Regions from separate parts of the Zea mays genome. Here region 1 is linked to region 2. Evidence: chromatin contacts called from public Hi-C data. All regions are on one chromosome and are shown on one strand. The core of a region is the stretch at or near the end of the contact, and the rest is flanking DNA. Distances in the headings are between cores, read along the strand shown.

Region 1 (5,179 bases), core at 24-2,523, 580 kb before region 2:
GGAGAGTTATGTAAAAAATAAGTTAAAATTATGTATAAATGAGTGTTTGAATCTTGGTTGATGACTTCACATTCACATCAACCTAATAAATAGAAAACATATATTTTGTATTTTATTAAAATAAAATTTATTATATGTTATATATATATATATATATATAAACCGTAACAATATACAGACATATAACTAGTATAGACTTAAACATAGAGTGCATATGACTAGTAGAGACTTAAACATAGAGTATATGCTCATACAATTCCATTTACGGGGTGTTTGGATCCCTTCATTTTAGAGAAATTGGAATTCCCTCAATAAAGTAACTTATTTAGTTTGGAATTTGACATTCCACCAATTTCCAAAGTTCATATATAAGCATATCACAAATTCATGGGGTGGAGGGTGGAAAATGATTTTATGCATTAGTAGAATTTGTTTCTACTCTGTAACTTACATGACACTTTTCTTTTCACTCCTCTATAATAAAAATGTAACACATAAATATCCCTAACATCTTGCTAATAATAGTATACAAATATATTTTGCATAACATCGAATTAGCTTAATTGATATATGCCTAAATTATTATTATTAGAATGAAATTCAATTCCAGTGATCCAAACGGGGCGTAACGGGGCGTTATATAATTTTAAATATGGGGAGCAGGGAGACGTGAACGTAAAAAAAATGCTTTACACAGTAGATAGAAGAAGAGATAGAGATTTTCTCCTAAAACTTTTAGATCTACATAAAATATTAGCATGGTTTGTAATCCAGGTCCAAATTATATTTCATTTAGGATATGACTAATAATTTTTTTTGTTAAAATACAAATAAATTTTTAATATATTTAATATACAATTTATAATAATACTTTTTAAGACAAATCACTATTAGGTTTTTAACTAAATAATAAAGCAGTATTTATAGTTAAAAACTTTATAAGTTTAACTTAAACTTTATCAAATCGACCTATAATTTAGACCTGAAGGAAATATTAAGTAGAAGAATATAGAACGTAAACAGTAGAAAATATAAGTCTATAGCTGTAAGCATACTAATTTATTAGTTTAATACGAGATTTCGGATTTCTCTTCTGGCCGTCATCGAAACTATCAAAAAATTTATGTGAAATTTAGCCAAAAATTTCTGTGAAATTTAGCCAAAAAATTGAACCTAATAATTTAGCCGAAATTTTGAACCTATCGAACACAACATATATCTTTCTTTCTTTTTGTGTTTTATTAAAACAAAAGTTTATACAAGCCACAATGCACATACATGTATTCTTGTAGGCTCCCTCTCATCTCTGCACACCTCCCGCCGCGCCGACCACGCGCCTTTCCCCTTTTCCTCTCCCCCAGATCCACCCGCCGCGCCACCCCTCTCGGCTCCTCCCAGGCGGCGTCGGCCCTTTCCTCGCCCTCCTCCGTTTCTCTCCGGTAAAAAAAGAAACATCCTTGCTTGCCTGATTTGCGATACCTCTAAAGCCAAATCTTTGTTGGCATACAATTTATTTCGGATTTGTTTGACGCTCACACTCCCCTGCTAGGCGTATATATGGGTTCGAAATCGGTAGATGAGGTGCTCGATGCCGCCGCCGGAGTCCATTGCTCTGCTCTCCGTCTGGACGGTCCCAACGTCCAGTTTTCCGCCTCCTCCGAGGAAGAACCAACGACGTCTGGCCTGGAGAATGGCCATCAGGAGCCCTTTGTTATTGGTCCGTATATATACTTGATTGGTTGATGCCATGGACTCTCTCCCTATCTTTCTGCGCCTAGCCTAATGACAATTCAGTAGGATGTATGCCAATTGATGAGTATAGCGTAGATCGATGTTGGCCCTGAATGCAGCATGCCCTAATGTGGTATTGGGTACAGGCGTTGCTGGGGGTGCATCGTCAGGCAAAAGTACCGTGTGCAAGATGATCATTGATCAGCTCCGTGACCAGCGCGTTGTGGCTGTTACACAGGTTTGTGCATTACTGCTTGGCCTCATCTTGTGGCATATGTGCAAAGTAGCATGGTACTGCATTGGTAGGCACCAAACTATGCCCTCTTCATGCTAGATTATCACATTGCCATGTCACACTGTTTCCAGTCTCTTATAACTACAAGCAATGAGGTTACAATATTTGCAGGAGTCCTTTTATTATGGATTGACGGATGAAGAATTAGTCCATGTTCATGATTATAATTTTGATCATCCAGGTCGAATTCATCCTTACACAAGAATTATATTTACTATCCTAGTCCCAAGAGTTCTGCACTGAATGTGCTGCTGTATCTATCTTTTCCTATTTCAGATGCATTTCATACAGAGCTACTTCTCTCTTGTATGCAAAACTTGAAACATGGCAAAGCTGTCGACATCCCTAATTACAACTTCAAGACATACAAGAGTGTACCAAATGCAAGGAAGGTAATATTTTAAGTTTAGTGCAATTCTTAATAATCAACCTGACTGGTAAACTGATCGGCCTTTATGAGCCTCTGAATACAACATTACATTTTCAAAAAGAATATCTGCACATTGTCCTGAATAAGTTATATTGTTTTGTATGGTCCCAATAATAACCTGCTCCAGATTTTTTTTGTGAAAAACTACAATTTATGGTAAGTACCTGATACACTATTTGCTATTTGTACAACCGCTTATTTCTTCACATCGATTTCGTATTGTACATTTAACAGAAAACATTTGCTTTCTGCTGGTTTGTTTACGTTATTTATTCATCAATGCAATACTTGATTTATACAAGCAACCCTAATTTAAAACTGTCGCCAGGTTAATCCTTCAGATGTTATTATTTTGGAAGGAATTCTAGTTTTTCATGATTCACGCCTCAGGGATTTGATGAACATGAAGATCTTCGTTGATACAGGTACAAATATTTGCTTATAAGTTGATGATGTTTTCTTCTGTCTCCCTTGCCTGTTGATATTCCAGAAGTTCCCAATGCACAAGCATTGATTCCTGACTATTTTCTGAACTAGAAATGCATCATTGTTAATAATTTTCTGCCCTTTATCCAAAAACTTGAGACTATGAATCATTTCATTTATAAGTCCACTTGTATGAATACTTATATTTTGAGTCATTCATGTTAACGTGGTGTACTATAATCTTACTGAGCTGATAGAGATTTTTTTCTTTTGTCCTGAATTCTCAGAATTTTTTTAATGCACAAACCGCACATGTTGTGTTAGATCAGGTTACTTGTTTATTGAAGATATCATCAAAGTTAACTTAAATTATGAATCCAGAAATACTGATTTTTTATCATAGTTTTTTGCTTCCTTACCATATGTTGAACATAGTACTTTGTCAGAGTAGCCTATAGGCTTTCAAAACCCACTAATTGGTTTCATGGCCATGAGGTATTTTTTGTTATAACACTCACTTATTGATTTCTCAGATGCCGACGTACGGTTAACAAGGAGGATCCGTCGTGATACCATTGACAAGGGTAGAGATATCAAAGCTGTGTTAGATCAGGTTACAAAGCTTCCTCTATTGCAATTTTTGTTGTGCATCAAATCTAACAACATTTAGCGGGTCTTGATTCTATAGCATTTTCATCTAATATAATATTCTTGTCTTGTTGCATAGTGTACATTAAGCTATCTGTTGTCTACTCATTCTTATCATTTTTTGGCTAATAAAACACTTTTCCACAGTACTCAAAATTTGTTAAGCCTGCTTTTGAAGACTTCATCCTCCCAACGAAGAAGTATGCTGATATTATCATCCCACGAGGTGGAGACAATGATGTGGCAATTGATCTAATTGTTCAACATATTCGGACTAAACTTGGACAGCATGATCTTTGCAAAATACACCCCAATTTGTATGTAATTCAGACTACTTATCAGGTACCTAATGTAAAACATTCATTTTTATTTTTCTGAAAATTTGTTTGCTGTTTGATTGTAAACGGAGAACTGTAGAGGCATTGATGCATAGAGGCATCATAATATTGGACAATAATATGGAGGTAGAGGGAGGCCAAATTTGACTTGAGGACTTGAAGGGATGTGGTATCCCAAAAGAGTTGTGTTTGGATAGGTGTGCTTGGAAAGAAGCTATCCACATACCGTGATTAGACCTTTTTCTCTTTTAGTTCTCTCAGATCCTTTTTCCTCCCCTTTCTCTTTCTCTTTTTGGTGACTCTTGTTGGGTTTCAACTCTAGCCTACCCCAACGTGTTTGGGACTAAATGACTATGTTTTTGTTGTTGTTCGTTGCTTGCTGTTTGATGTCCCTGTAGTTTGTATGTACTCTCTGTAGAGAAACAGAGTTGAGGGCAATTGGCCACACCTCAATGAGAGGGGGCACCTTCTATTATATAGAGCTGGCTGGCCTGCTTTACAAGGCAGGGATAATTCCCCTGATTTATCCCTGATTTACATCTGCTATATCTAGCAACTAATCCCTGATTTACATCTGCTATCTATAGCAGCTAGGATTCTATCCCTGATTTACATCTGCTATCTATAGCAGCTAGGATATCCACAGATGGCATATTCTATTGCCTAACACCCGCCCGCAGTCGCAGCGGGAGGCTCCCGGACGCAAAGACTGGATCGAAATTCTCGAAAGAGTGCTGTCGGAAGCCCTTTAGTCATGATGTCGGCGAACTGGTGAGAGGAGGGCACATGGAGAACCCGAATTTCACCAAGGGCCACCTTTTCGCGGATGAAGTGAATGTCGATCTCGATGTGCTTCGTTCGCTTGTGGTGGATGGGGTTGGCCGTCATGTAGACGGCGCTGACATTGTCGCAGAAAACAACTCCGGCAACACCAGCACCAACAAACGTGTTCCCTGGGGCTTTAATCCCTGGACTGGCGAACGTGTGGCCCCTGGAGAGCGTGTCACCCCTCCTGGACAGCGCCGCCAGGGAGGTTCTGGTGCCCAGGCTGGGCGCACCCTGGGCATTCTCGGGTCTTCCCCGCAGGCCCACACCGCCTTCGCTCCACTCCAGGCGTCCTCCAGCAGCTCCAACACCTCCACCAGCACCTGGGATGCAGCAGGCCTCATCGCTGCCCTGCAAAACATGCAACTTCAGGGCAACTCGCCCTGGGTTGTTGACTCCGGCGCCTCTACGCACATGACGTCCTCGGATGGTATGCTTACTCAGCGCCTTCCCCCCTCCATCTCCTCAATAACAGTAGGTAATGGC
Region 2 (5,185 bases), core at 355-2,854:
GTGCGGCTCAGGTTCGTTGTGCCCACTGGCCCCAACTCCTGCAACGTGTACCCAGCGTAGCTCCACGACACCACCTTGAAGATCCTGCTGCTAGTAGTGGTAGCGACGGTGGTGCTAGCGGTGGCAGTGGTTTGGGCAGAGGATTTCTAGAGCTGCTTAAGGCGACGAGGTAGGGAAGCAGCGAGGGACGCGGGCAGGGCGAGCACTCGGTGGGATCTAATTTGCAGGGAGGATCCGAGGGGAGGGGGATCGGTGGAGTGAGCGGGGGAACAGTGGTTTGTGCGTGCGCGGAGGGGGCCGAGCGAGGGCGATGGCGGCATAGACGTCCCGCAGCAGACACAAGCATGGCGGTCTAGAGCCTCGGTGGGGGAGATGGGGCGGGAGGGCACGCCCTAGCTTGTCCCCGACCACATCCTGGCATGGGTTGCAGATCCACCGCGTGCCGACGTTTGAGAGGGAGATAGGACTCCACAACGGCACGGTGATGGCGATGGTGTTTAAGAAGGAGAAGGGAGATATGACTCCTGCCCGCGATAGGGGGCGGCAGCAGTGGATCCGCGGGGTAGGGGGTGCGTGATTAGGGGAAGGGGAAGACGGATCGGTGGGACGGGAGGAAGGCAGAACCATGCACCGTGGATGCCTACACTCTATTCTTAAGAAGTAGTAGAGATTTTGATTTGTGATTTATATATTGTAGTTTTGTTTATTTTGGTATGTCAATTATGATAATTTGTACACTTAGCTACATATTTTTAATTATATTTTAAATTTAGTTAATTTTAAAATTATTTAATTTCTTAGGTATAAAATGTATCGTTCTAGGACCGACGGAGTAGTCGGTAAAAACAAGAGTCGAGAAAGACTGAGATGGGAGTGAACAAGAGGAATTTGATATTTCGCCACTTTACTTTAGCATCCATTTACATTGTGTTACTGACACCACAGTCATGACATAGTAAAAATTTGCCACCACTTCTAAGGTTATGTTTGGGGCAGTTCTAACTCCAGTAAATTTGGTGGAGTTGGTGAAACAGATTATTAGGTGCTCCAGAAAATAATGAAACTGGAGCTCTAAGCTTTTAGAAGACATTTAGACAAGTCATTTTATTTGTTATTTAAATTAAAAATATTTTTAAAATTAATTAAATTAATATTATAAACTATCTGGAGGCATTCAAACACCACCCTTAGTGCTCGTTCGCTTTGAGCTGATTGGACAGTTCGTAGCTGTATTCCAGGCGGAATGAACGAGTCTGGTTTGGAATCCGGTTCCACCTGCTAGAACTATTCGTTTTGATATTGGCCGAAAAGAAAACCGCTTGAATTCGAGCTAACCCTTTAATCTTTGGCCTGGAACAAACTCAGACAATCCACCTTTCGGATTGATTCCCAGCCAAGAAACAGACTAGTGACCATGATTAAGTGGCTGGATTGGTTACTGATCCGGTTTTGATTCACATCTGCCGAACGAGGCCTTAAGGTTTTATTTGGGTACTTTATTATTGATCAAAATTCATATGTATTATCGTGTTGAGGTGGATTAAAGTATAAATTAGTTTAAATTACATCCTATCTAAGTCAACATATGTGGACTGGGGTCAATAGTACCCAAACTCGTGACAAGCAGTTAATTTTTCGAGTGAACAAAGAGACGGGGGCACAGTAGTAGACCGCGGAATCCGATCTAACCCTAAACCCGAATCCCAAACGGAGGAGGGCACTCGGCGAGGCAGGTGGCGATTCTGCGATTCTCCTGTCACCTTCCGTCGTCTCCATCCCCTTCCATTTCCGGCGAGGGTCAAAGCAGGCCTCTTGCTCTTGGGGGTGGTTTGAGAGAGGGAGAGAACATGGCCGCGGCGGCGGTGTTGGTGGTGCTCACGGTGTCAGCGCTGGCGGGGGCAGCGGCCGGCGGTGATATCGTCCACCACGATGACGAGGCACCCAAGATCCCTGGATGCTCCAACGATTTTATCCTGGTAAGATCACAAAGTCTTAGCCTTTTCCCTAACCCTTAATTAAGCAGCTGCCCCCCCCCCCCCCCCCCCCCCCCCCAACACACACACAAATGTTTCTGTTTAGTACTGAAATCGATTCTCCATTTCTTTGTACTATTTGTCAAGGTAAAAGTGCAAAGCTGGGTCAATGGCAAAGAGGGTGGCGAGTTTGTTGGCGTCGGTGCTCGGTTTGGTCCAAAAATCGTCTCCAAGGAGAAGCACGCAAACCGAACTAAACTCACGCTGGCAGACCCTATGGACTGCTGCTCTCCTCCGAAACATAAGGTGGGTATTATCCAACTAGTGATGAAAGTGGGTAACCGAATTGTTAGGATAAATTTAATATTTTAAAATAGATATGTATGAAATTCGATATTGACCTTTTCCTATGTTATCAATCACATTACTACAAGAATAAAATTTTGCATAAAATTGTTTTATGCATTATTTACTCCCTACAACAACAAAAAAGTGTAAAAGTATATGTATCCGTATCCGAATTTTATATCTATCGTTTGAGAAGATATATAATAAATTTGAGATTTACCTTTTATGAATGTTTACAAGCTCAATGCTAAAAACAAGAATACAAATTTGTATAGCATATTATATATTCTATTTATTCACAATCAAAGAAAAAAGATCAAAACAATTGATATCCGAATAAGAATCTGTTTTCATCCCTATAATCTAACCGCAACTTAAGTTATTGCAGCCTATCTTCTAACCCCTAGTGGCTCTGTCCTCTAATTGTTTCATTCTCGTTCTAGGTTCCTGGAGATGTTCTTTTAGTTCAAAGGGGAAAGTGCAAATTCACAAAGAAAGCAAAGTTTGCTGAAGCTGCTGGTGCTTCTGCTATAGTAATCATAAACCATGTCCACGGTGCGTTTTGAGCGCTGTCTTGTTTCCCTATCTATAACTTGTGGCATTGCTTCTTGTAAAAATGTTATGTATTATCCTAGCCATGTTCCTCCAACAACACCTTGCATTACGTTTTTAGGATATTAAAATGATCAACTTGTATCAGTATTTGGTTTCACTAATTCTATCATGCATTTACTCTACAGAATTGTACAAGATGGTCTGCGAAAAGAATGAAACCGACCTTGACATAAATATACCTGCAGTTCTCCTACCAAAAGATGCAGGTTCTGCTTTACATACACTTCTTACAAATGGTAACACAGGTAAAATGTTAACTTACCGTTGTCACCAGCATTTTAATTTCCATTTGAAACATAAAGGTGTTAACACTTAACTGACCCTTCACCTTTATGTGGACTTGTCCTTTGTTCTATCTGAAATAGCTTACCATGTACTGACTTATCCTTGTCTCTTCCTTAGTTTCTGTGCAGCTTTACTCTCCAGATCGACCTGTAGTTGACACTGCAGAGGTGTTTCTATGGCTTATGGCTGTTGGCACAGTACTTGGTGCTTCCTACTGGTCAGCATGGAGTGCTAGAGAAGCAGTTATTGAACAAGAGAAGCTCCTCAAGGTTCTGATCTCTATGCCATGACACTTGCACTTATTGGTCGGTCCTCAAGCTCCAATATGGCTTCAACTAAAAATAATGTACTGACAAATGCACTTATTGTTAAGGATGGCCATGAAGACCTACTGAATGTTGAGGCCAGAGGTTCTAGTGGCATGGTAGATATCAATGTGGCATCAGCGATAATGTTTGTGGTGGTTGCGTCATGCTTCTTAATAATGCTTTACAAACTGATGTCTTACTGGTTTGTGGAGCTACTGGTGGTAATCTTCTGCATTGGCGGTGTAGAGGTGCATTTCTAACTATCAGTTTACTTTTAGAAACGTAATTCGAAATACATGTTATCATATTAGGTTCTCTTACTCTCTATTCCATGGTACAAGTACCTTGAAATGGCATAACGGGATGGTCTGCAGCTGGTCCACTGAACAAAACTGCATTGCTAATTGATTGCTAAGGGAACTGTTCTTGGAGTTAATCTTTTACTACTTTTCCTTTCTTGAGATGAAGCCTTTGTTTTTGTTTATGCAGGGTCTACAAACATGCTTGGTGGCTCTGTTATCAAGGTACAGTGGTGGTTTGTCTTGGGGATATGTTTAAGTGAACCATTCTGTTCAAGACCTGCTTAATTTGTTTCACTAAACAAATACTAATTCTGACTAAACTGTGGAACCTTTTCAGATGGTTTAAACCTGCTGCAGAATCTTTTGTGAAAGTACCGTTCCTTGGAGCCGTTTCGCATCTTACTCTGGCAGTTTGCCCATTTTGCGTTGCATTTGCTGTTGTGTGGGCTGTTTTTCGCCAGCTCCCCTTTGCTTGGATTGGGCAAGACATTCTGGTGAGTGTGACCATCTGTAGTATTCGATGCCTCCCATTTTAGCTGTGGCATCAACTGATTCGAGACTTTGCACGTTCAGGGTATTGCATTGATAGTTACAGTCATCCAAATTGTGAGAGTACCTAACCTCAAGGTACTCAAACCACTCTTGACTTTTTTTTGTCTTTCGGCTTTCTCTTGCTATGGCCTTTGTTGATAATATTTAGTTGAGGTACGAGTTTTGTTTGTCATGATCAGGTGGGTTCGGTTCTTCTCGGCTGTGCCTTCCTGTATGATATCTTCTGGGTGTTTATCTCCAAGAGATGGTTTCATGAGAGCGTGATGATTGTGGTAAGCGTGTGAAAGGGGATTCTGCTATTTGGTGGTATCCTGAATTTTGCTGGTTATAGCATGTTGGTTTCTTCTGCAAATAGGTTGCGCGTGGCGACAAGACCGACGAGGATGGTGTGCCCATGCTGCTAAAAATCCCGCGAATGTTTGATCCATGGGGTGGATACAGCATCATTGGCTTTGGTGATATCCTTCTTCCTGGTCTTTTAGTTGCTTTCTCGCTAAGGTAAGTCTAGGCTGCAATCTTCGTGGTTTTTTTTTTTTTTGCATGAACGAATTCGATTCCGTTGAATTATTTGCTTTTCAGATACGATTTTTCTGCAAAGAAGGGCTTACGGTCTGGTTACTTTTTGTGGGCAATGGTGGCCTATGGCTCTGGTAAGTTTTGAGTGGATGAACGCTAATGCAGCAGAAGATTGGAAACATTAACTGGCTATTTCTTGTGTGGCCACATAATCAGGACTTCTAATCACATATGTTGCGCTGAACCTGATGGATGGGCATGGACAACCTGCCCTTTTGTACATCGT

Evidence for each region. Hi-C and Micro-C count contacts between places; a contact is called where the count stands out from the background.
Region 1: a contact with region 2 is called in a Hi-C map of ear, with 2.0 times the contacts expected there. The contact joins the promoter of LOC103626500 here to the promoter of LOC100282629 in region 2. A contact is called at or near these places in 2 of 25 Hi-C or Micro-C datasets (ear and endosperm).

Annotation. Positions count from the first base shown.
Region 1 is chr5:68,006,266-68,011,444 of Zm-B73-REFERENCE-NAM-5.0, reverse strand. It overlaps LOC103626500 (uridine kinase-like protein 3), which reads left to right and starts at 1,273. Exons shown (of 16, transcript NM_001351769.1): 1 at 1,273-1,439; 2 at 1,550-1,717; 3 at 1,878-1,969; 4 at 2,138-2,207; 5 at 2,303-2,418; 6 at 2,785-2,881; 7 at 3,416-3,495; 8 at 3,678-3,872. The coding sequence starts at 1,558.
Region 2 is chr5:67,425,044-67,430,228 of Zm-B73-REFERENCE-NAM-5.0, reverse strand. LOC100282629 (Signal peptide peptidase-like 4) reads left to right here and starts at 1,604. Exons shown (of 14, transcript NM_001155537.2): 1 at 1,604-1,976; 2 at 2,121-2,279; 3 at 2,765-2,876; 4 at 3,062-3,181; 5 at 3,339-3,490; 6 at 3,595-3,777; 7 at 4,019-4,053; 8 at 4,169-4,325; 9 at 4,405-4,458; 10 at 4,563-4,655; 11 at 4,739-4,881; 12 at 4,963-5,033; 13 at 5,116-5,185. The coding sequence starts at 1,848.